Regions from separate parts of the Rattus norvegicus genome. Here region 1 is linked to region 2. Evidence: chromatin contacts called from public Hi-C data. All regions are on one chromosome and are shown on one strand. The core of a region is the stretch at or near the end of the contact, and the rest is flanking DNA. Distances in the headings are between cores, read along the strand shown.

The links. Hi-C and Micro-C count contacts between places; a contact is called where the count stands out from the background.
Region 1: a Hi-C map of the A7r5 cell line shows a contact between it and region 2, with 4 times the contacts expected there. The contact joins two enhancer-like sites. A contact is called at or near these places in 5 of 12 Hi-C or Micro-C datasets (the A7r5 cell line, the Rat2 cell line, kidney and 1 more).

Annotation. Positions count from the first base shown.
Region 1 is chr16:62,284,863-62,289,493 of GRCr8, forward strand. The region is part of intron 5 of Dlc1 (DLC1 Rho GTPase activating protein); the gene reads left to right. Among named protein-coding and RNA genes, the nearest start is that of Trmt9b, 210 kb to the right of the region's middle. Within about 2 kb of position 2,284, at least 28 of the 93 cell types and tissues checked have an H3K27ac peak or open chromatin away from gene starts, as enhancers often do. A contact at or near this core is called in the A7r5 cell line, where this site is marked.
Region 2 is chr16:62,119,052-62,123,969 of GRCr8, forward strand. All of the region lies in intron 4 of Dlc1 (DLC1 Rho GTPase activating protein), which reads left to right. Among named protein-coding and RNA genes, the nearest start is that of Dlc1, 130 kb to the left of the region's middle. Within about 2 kb of position 2,375, at least 12 of the 93 cell types and tissues checked have an H3K27ac peak or open chromatin away from gene starts, as enhancers often do. A contact at or near this core is called in the A7r5 cell line, where this site is marked.

The DNA of each region.
Region 1 (4,631 bases), core at 1,034-3,533, 170 kb after region 2:
GAGGTGCATGCTGGGATGAGAAAAGTCAGGATTGTAACCACATACTGAATTTGCTTCCCCTGTTACTGTGAGAAATACCATGGCCAAAGGCAAGCTAGGGAGGAAAGGCTTTATTTCAGCTAACGGGTCACAGTCCATCAGCAAGGAAACAGGAAAGTCAAGGCAGGACCCCAGAGGCACCAACTGAAGTGCAGATTTAAGGAGGATGCTGCCTACTGGCTTAGTCAGCCTGCTTTCTTATAAAACCCAGAACCAGCTGCCCAGAGGTGACACTCCCCACAGTAGCAGGGGCCTTTCTACACCAATCATTAACCAAGAAAATACCATCACAGGCTTTCTTACAGCCGGCACTTTCTCAACTGAAATTTCCTCTTCCCAGATGACCCTATTTAGTGTTGAGTTGACAAAAATAAACAAACAAGTTAATAATAATAATAATAATAATAATAATAATAATCAGCAGCAGCAGCAGCAGCAGCAGCACAGACACAGAGAGGGCAGTCACCTATGCACAGTAATATTAAAGCAAATATCCAGGCTCCCCACATCCAAAATTGAAACATAAAATATCATGTAATATTTGCATTATCGTTTTTTAACATAAGGAAATAAAACACCATGACTAAAGTTATAGTAATAACTTATTATCTAATTTAAAATATTTAATTAACAAACATAATATAGTAAATAACTTAAAGAACACACGCTTCATCCTAACTCCCTTATCCAACTAACCACGTTGTGAGTTGATATTTCCTTTTCCAGTCCACATCTGTGTGCTGTGCATGCGTGTACATGAGTGTATATGAGTGAAGAATAGGCTAGTTCTATTCTGTAATGTCCATCTAAGTAGTATATGTTTTATAAAGCTGAATTCTCATATTACTCCAAAACTATTCTCCATTCTTATGCTATTTCCTTTCTATTCTTCTTGATGTACAGTACATTTATTTGTTAAGTGATTATAATAATCAATGAAAAATAAAATGTCCATGAGGCTCCTTACTCACGCCCCTGCCATGAAGCTGTCACCTTCAGAGGTGTGCCTGTCAGTTGGGACTGTGGCGTCCACCGAAGGAGTAGAGTTAGAGAACAAATCTTCCAGGTAATCTATGGGAGGCACACCTGTAACCCTAGCACTTGGAAGCCTGAGGCAGAAGCAACTCAAAATCAAGGCCAACCTGAAGCACATCGTGAAGTCTGCTCAAGAGAACACAAAGAAAGTGAGAGGAAGGGAGGGAGGGAAAGGAGCGAAGGAAGAAAGAAGGACAAAGAAGGGAGGGACAAATCTTTTATTTCATTCTGAAACTTGTTTCCAATTGGCTTTAACCTATAGGTCATATACTACTGTTTAAGGTTACACTTAAAGAGCCAAATTCCTGCACAGAAGAATTTCATCCACACAAAGAAACTATGATGATGATGACGACGATGACGATGACGACGACGACGACGACAATGATGATAAATGTTCTTGAAATACTTTTCTATGAATTAGGCATCCTCAGCTCCACCCACTGAGCTTCACGTCCTATAGATGTAGGCGGCAAAGAGTGGCACTCACAGTCCCTTTAGCTTGAGCAGTCACCACTGACAGGAGCTGTTCGCTTGTCTGTACGAAGGCCTGATACAGACTCATGCATCAGCGGCTGCCTGTGAGAACACGTTCAATTGAGAAACACGGCAGCTTTTGATCTCACCACAAAATGATTGTCATCTGCAGTTGCTGACAAAGTGGATCCATCAGCCCCAACAGATGGCTCAGGGAACCTGTCCAGCACTGAAGCTACACAGAAAATGCAGTATATACATGGGACTAAAACACAAGGATTTGGGGCTTACCACTAACTCCCCCCCTCTTCGATAATGTGTCATGGTATGAACTTTGGCCCAGTTAATGTGCAACAGCCTTAGCAAATCAGAGACCCATATTCAGTCAGTGGGAATTGGGTTGATTCTCCTAGGTTTACAGTCTTAGCCACACTGAGAGAAGTTAAGTTCAGGCCACCAATACGACTTCTCATCAACCATGAAGGAGTTAAAAATTAGTTCAATGTTTTCTTTGAAATCACGAGAATGAAAGAAAGCTCTCTCCTCGTTGCCAGAGGCACGACTTCTGCCTGTGGCCATATTCCTGATCAGGTATGTTGACTGAAGCTCGAAACAGCATTTGCAGATACGTCTGGAATCCATCCAAACCCAAGGTACACTGCTCACCAGGGGCTGCTGCAACTTCGACTCCCAGACAGTCTGATGCCATCAGGAAAAGCATTTCTTACCCAAAAAAATGCGAAGTATGACTTTCCTATAATAGTCCGAGGAGCTCGGTAACGACGTGTACAGAGGGTGCGTGGTGATTCATAGCTACCCACTCGGCTCCCAAGGAAGTTTCCGAAGGTGATGTTAAATCATTCCGGGCCATTATTGGCCTCAGAACCTTGGAAGCTGTTCTGATTGCAAAAGCAGCCTGCTTTCCTGAGAAGAGTACTGGATCCCCCTCATCCAGGAGATCCTTGTTCTGTGGAAGATTGTGACATTTGAGAAATACCTTTGAATACAGGTATAGTTTCTCAGTAGGGAAATAAGGCTTCATCACTCGATGCAGACTTGTATGAACCAAGTGCATTCTTATTTGGTTTTTCTCTGTCATAAATCTCTAATGCAATACTATCTTTAGTGCATATTTAAGCCTCCATTTAAAATGCTGGTGAGGCTAGGACATAGTGACCCATGCCTTTAATCCCATCTCTCAGGAAGCAGACACACAGCCAGCCTGGCCTACTTAGTTCCAGGCCTGCCAGAAACTATATATACACACATATAATATATACATACATACATACATACATACATACATACATGTATATACATATATATGGCATATGTTATACATGTGTGTATACATATATGTGTATTATTTGTGTGTATATATCATGTATCATACATATCACATGTCATAATGATAAGTATAGTTTTATAAATCTTTGTATCAAGCACACATTTGGATTTTTAAGGGTGTTAGATATTCCCTAAAAAATGGCCAAACTAGATACTCATTTCCTTCAGTGACTCACTAGAAATGAATTGTTGGTTGAGATCCAGTGAGTACTGGCAGGCCTCCACCTCCCAGGGAGCACCATAGTAATTACAGCTTGCTGGCATCCTTTTCAATGGTTTCTGAAGGGGTACCAAGACTTGAGCACTCAGAGAGATTGAATCATCCTCTACCCTTGAGTGTACTCACTTCCTTTAGTTCTGGCCAAAGGGTTTTGGAAGATATTCTTGTGAACTTCCGTTGCTGGCGTAGGCCGTAGAAAAACAGAAGGCAATAACCAGGATTGGGTTGCCACAACAGAAGAAGAGATAAGTGAATTAGTGGGAGGCAGTGGGGGATTTCAGCCTTAACGCCAAAATAACTTTCACTCTGACACAGCTTTTACGTGTTCAATGCAGGTATTGTAATAGACTATCAATCAGTTAAGTGTAGTGAATTTCATTATCTTTTAACTTCAAAACTAACATCTAGAAGACTTCAAAAAAATTAAATGAGTCTCCATCCACCTATCTCAAAAAAAAAATATTGTTCAAGGAATTTTTCTAACACCTGAATTTAACCTAAGATACCATCCTAGTGGTCTTCCAAAGATTTAGCCAATAAGGAAGAAGCTGTAGGATCAAAATCCAAAGTAATACTCCAGGACAACCAGCATGCGTAGCCATGATGAAATGTGGCTGCCCATAGCAAAGTAAATGACAGCCAATCGGTTATTAGTATACTCTGAGCGTGGGAGGTTTCACCACAAGGAAGGCTAGGATAGGTTGGATTGCAACAGAAGACAAGCTTCTGGGCAAAGGCATGAAGCTTGAAAGAATCTAACGGTCACATCAATCACCCCTTTAAGGAGTTTATCTCCAAATCAGACTGTGTTCTGACTGTGCAGGCAGGGGTAGGACTTCAACATATGAATTTGGACCTTTCACCCATAATGAAGCTTAGCATGCACAGATCCTAAGATGAGCTGGACTCTTGAAGGGACCTGTACTGTGTCATACCAGGCAAGAGGGGAGGTCTGGTTGGAATCAAGAAGCATTTCTGTAAGATCATGCCTGGGAGTTGTCAACAGAGCTATCAGAAGGAAAGGAGTGAAAGCTCATGTCTGGAAGACCCTTATAACTTCTTTTCTTATTCTAAATCACTTTCATACTCAATGCTGTGTTCGTAATTGCATTGTCTTACTTGAGTGTTTTTGTATGTATGTATATGTGTACATACCATGCATATAAGCATACATGAAGTATATATGCAAGTATGTGTGGAGAGCCAGAGGTCAACCTCATTGGTCATTCCATAGATAGCATCATCATGCACATCATTTCGAGACTGGAATCCTGGAGCTAGGCAATTAAGCTAGGCTGCCTTGCTAGTGAGCTTCAGGATTCTACCCATCTCTGTCTTCCAGCAAGGGTCAAACGCAGGTCCTTATGCTTGCATAGCAAACACCTTACCAGCTGAGCCATCTCCTCGTTCCTGTGTAGCCTTAAAGAGGGCGATTTCCAAAATTGTGTGGCATCTAATTTCCCAAACCTAGTTCTATCCCGAGTCAACGAATAATACAGCTGACTTCCCTGAA
Region 2 (4,918 bases), core at 1,125-3,624:
AGTCTGTCCTAAAGAGAAGTCAAGACAAGAACTCAGGGCAAGAACCTAGAAGCAGGAACTGAAACAGAGACCCTGGAGAAACACTCCTTACTGGCTTTGCTGCCCCAACTCACTCATCCTGCTTCTTTATTCAACCCAGGATTACCCGTCCAAGTATGATACCACCCACAGAAGTTTAGCCCATTCGACCTCAATCATGAACCAAAAAGGTGCCTCACAACCCAGTATTTTGTCATTTGAAGATTCCTCTTCCCAGATGATCCTAGCCTGTGTCAAACTGACAAAAAACTAGTCATCATGAACCTCACCTAAGACAAGACACTACACTTGGTAGCTATGATAAAACCATACTGTTCTCAAATGTAGAGCCTATGACAACTAGTGTCTGTGTTGACAGTAGGAAAGGGAAAGTTAAGATTCTCTATGCTATGCTTTCAAAAACAGCAATTTCATAGGTGAAGAGCCTGCTTCCTTTGAATTCCATTTAGGCCACCACTGATTGCCTCCTCCTAAGAAGTCCCAAGAATATAGGCAAGAGATAAACAGAGCTTCGTTGGGGAGAAAGAAGAAGTACATTTTGGTGACATGAGGTGAACCCTGATTTCAGCCCCACTGGAAGCCAGCCCCTACAACTGGGTTCTCGGGCACTGAACTTCAGTAGGTTTAAGCCATTTATTAAAAAGAGTCCTGGCTCATGGAAAAGCCAGACTGTGACTAAACTGTTTTAACTGTTTAAACTGTGAAACACACATCAGGAGCTCCACAGAGAGTTTAGCCCTCAGGTGCTATCCACAGGTAATAGCTTTAGACAGGCGATAAACGCCCAGTGCAGGAAGAAGAGATGGAGAGAAACCATGACAACGGCAACATGGAGTCAGCAAGTGTGTGTTGAGCTTCTGTTCTGTGTCAAGTAGTATATCACTGTGTGAAGTTGACCACAACAACAATAAATGAGACCATAAATTCCAGGTATTTAAGAGCCCATAGTATATTAGAAGATACAAAACTATCCAGATTAGAATGGAATTCAGTATCCTTAATAATTGGATGCCCTTGGGGTTGGGGGTTTAGCTCAGTGGTAGAGCGCCCTGGGTTCGGTCCCCAGCTCCGAAAAAAAGAAAAGAAAAAAAAATTGGATGCCCTCAGAAGAATGGATGATGTGCAAAGTTTTAGAAAGAATAAGCAAAATGAGCTTCACTGAGAAGCAGACATCAGTATTTTGAGTAGAGATTAAAAGAAGTGGGAGATTAAATCTATGTGTTTACTTGAGAAGGAGAAGGCAAGTATGCTGAAAAAGAAGGTCATCGAGCAAGAATCAAGAATTCAAACCATTCAAGGCCCCATAGGCCATCAACAGGTTCTTTCTGTTCGTTCATTCCCAGCTTTGTAATTATTTTAGTTAGCATGTATACTTAGAGGTTTCATGATGGCATTTTAATAATGTACATCACCTACCTCTTTGCCTGCAACCCTCAAAGGTCAAGGGCATTGACTTCAATTCTGTATGAGAGGCCAGATGAGAGTTCTCAATAGAAATAGCACATGATCTTACTTGCATCTCCAGTGGACAGCGTGTAAAGACAACCCACAGGCATAAGCAGTGATGACGAGCAGGAGACCAGGTAGCAGACAAACGTTGCAGTACAGAAAGACAGAGGCTAGACCAATGTTGCTGACATTCTAGGTATGGTTTTTAATGGGGACAGGAGGGAGACGAGGAACAAGGTCAACTATGATCTATAAAAAAAAAAAGGATTTGGATGACTTCCAGGTTTTTTCTGGAGCTCCTAAAAAAAAGAAAGAAAAGAAAAAACCCTCCAAGGAAATGGAATCTGAATGCCACAAAATAAAGGAATGTGTTATTTCAGAGAACTAAAACACCATGGTGCTTGAAAGCATTCTTTGTGTTTTTAAAAGCTAGAGAAAAACCAAATGAATAAGACAAGGACCAAAAATTGCCCATTCGGCTTAACAAATAACCATAGGAAAAAAAACACCCTTTGATGATTTTGATGAAAACAATTTCAATATTTATTTATTTTAATTAAGTTAATTTATTTATTATTTGCTAAGCTCCACCCCCCCAAAAGAATAGTGTTGATTGTTCAACACCTTGACAAACTTTATGGTTAGCTTAAATAAATACAATGAACTTATTAGAAGTTCATTAACTCTACAAGTCTACCCCATGCACACAGCACAATGAGACTTGGAAGTTTAGCACATGGTTCAGGTGTCTAGGTACTTATGCATTGCTGAGAATGCATATGTGAATGAGAATCAAGAATAAAGTGATCTCACAGCATAGTCACCATTACCAACAGGAGCCCGCAGAAGAGGCTTTCCACATGAGAGTGGAAAGATTCCTCACATGAACTCCAGCCAAGGACCCTATGACTCAGTCAAGAAGCAGACACTATGGCCTTGAACGTTTTGAGTCTTCTGGAGCCAGCATGTTGCCAGTGCAAAATTGAGGGCTTACAACTTGCATCCCCTCTACACGAGCTCTCTGTTTTCTTGCCTGACTATGGACAGAACAACACAGAAGTTAAGTGAAGACGATGCTCTCTATCCATACCTCTTTATTCGTCTCCTCCAAAGATATTGTCTTCCTGGGTTTTAGAGTATTAATCTTCAAAGATTGGACCACCATTCATGACAGCCTCCAAAGATCCATTGACCCTATGGCCTCAAGAACCATGATGAACTTGAGCACTGGATCAACATGCTTCTGTAGGTGGTTAATACATGTGTTGAATAAGTTAAAGTACACCGACTCCACAAAGCAGATAAGATCAGAGCTTCTCTCTTGGCAGAGCATTGTGGAGTCCAAGTATTCTAGCTCCCTCTGTTAGAACGCTGGGATTATGGTAAACTTGGTTTTGAGCAGCTCTTTGGACTGGCTCTAGAGATGTCTCTCCTGCAAGTCTGTACTTCTATGGTTTCCACACAGAACACATTCAGCTGAAGTATAGAAATTGATCTGGGTTTGGTCCAGATTCACCTGACTGAAAGGTGGCTTTTCTCCATTCACCTTGCATTTTAAAGTCCTGGTCTTTAAGGCTTCTCAATAGTCTGCTCCCTACCCACTCTCTTTGTAAGAGATGAAAGTGGTTTTCCAGACAGGCCTGCTGTGAGTGACTTCATGGAAATGAATAACCTGAGTCCTTGTGTGCCTCTCTCACGGGGAACTCCTGATATTTATTTATTTTTAAGAATAGGACTGGGACGTAGATGTTTCCATGAACAGTTGAGTCATTCCTTACAAAATAAGAATCCTACTCCTCGGTCAGACATGCCTTACATTCCGGTCTTCCCACTTCAGGCGGTTGTGTGCTACTAAATATTCGGTGGAAATGACACACGTCTGGAAGCCTAGAAGGAGAGGCTGCTGATCAGGGAGTACACAATGAAGGTGTTGTGTGGTGCTAATTGAGGAAGGCAGACTCCCAGATCTGAAATAAAATGAGATCTGTGACACCTGAAGCCTCTGGCATGAGTCCTTGTAAAAAATCAAAGTGTCTTGTTCTGTGCACTCTGATCACACCCATCGGAGAACCATCCCACTTTCAAGAGCATTTTGGAAATAGGGCATATTGAGATACGCTGTGGCCAGTAATTCCTCCTGTGGAGAGCTCTCTGGGAGTCAAAGGCACTGAAGAGATGGATCAGCTTTTCACACAGAGCCCTAGATATCAGTGGGCCAAACCAAGTAGGCTAACCCTGGCTCTCCACATCCTATAGTCTAGTATACTTCCCTCCCAAAGGGAAAATATCAATCTGACTCAAAGTATTTCCTCTCAGATTTGTCAACAGAATGGTTCCTACAGGGTACTTTCTGGACCTCTGTGAGGCTTCACACAAGTAAGAGGACTGGAGTTGTGAAATGGAAATTGAAATGAGAATTAGTTTGCTAAGAATTATACGAAATGGAATGCAGATTGAATCAATATAAGCTAATTATCAGAAGAGGAAGACATTTGTCCCAGTTGAAGAAGATGTTGAAAGTGTCTGGACACAGATTTACTATGTGCATCCAAATGTGGCAAGAGTTTAAGCCTAGAGAAAATATGAGGTACATCTTAAACATGGGGAATTTGGCAATGCTTATTCAGGGAACTGAAAAGCGTCTCAGATAATAATTAGTGTTTTGGTGGGATAAAATGTAAGTGAATGAGAATTAGAGAAAAGTAAATGAATTAGAAATATGTGGGATTTTTTTCCTTATTATGCGAGTTGTCCACAAAAAATTAGGGTGGGGAAATCACAGATTTTGGTTAATACTTGAAAAGTTTTCCAAGAAGCCTAATAGGGTATGACAATTTAAAAAAAAATCACCTGCCCTTAATCCAAAGAAGAATCTGCAGAAGCTCAGAGATTTCTGTGCCAGTCCTTGGGGCTACAAAACAAAGAGGTTCGAAGTAGCAGTGTACAAGTGGAAACTGGGAGCAACGTTTGACTAAGAAGAACAGAGTAGGGAAATCCATTCAAAGAGGAGATCAGCACACTGACTTCCAGCAGAGGTTGGCATGACATCCAGGAAGCCAGGGCAGAAACCTTGACTTTATTGTCTGTTCCCTCTCTTCACCATAGGGGCTAGAGAGAAGTCTGGAGGGTTGAGAGCACCGCTTGCTCTTCCAAAAGCTTTACTTCTTTCTCCTCCTCCTGCTTTTGTCTCTTTCCTCTGAAGCTAAAGTCCAATAGTAAACTGCCCAAGATCCTGATGGAGAGCCACTACAGAAAAGGACTAGAACGGGAGCACAGATGTGGTCAAAATACATACAATCATACAAACATGAGTATACATGCACGCGGGCACACTGCCCTATAACTCTCACATCCTAAGAAACAAATTCACTACTATAGGAATTCCTTTCCATTTTTAAAGAGCTTCTTGATGCCCGGAAAGGGTTAAGGG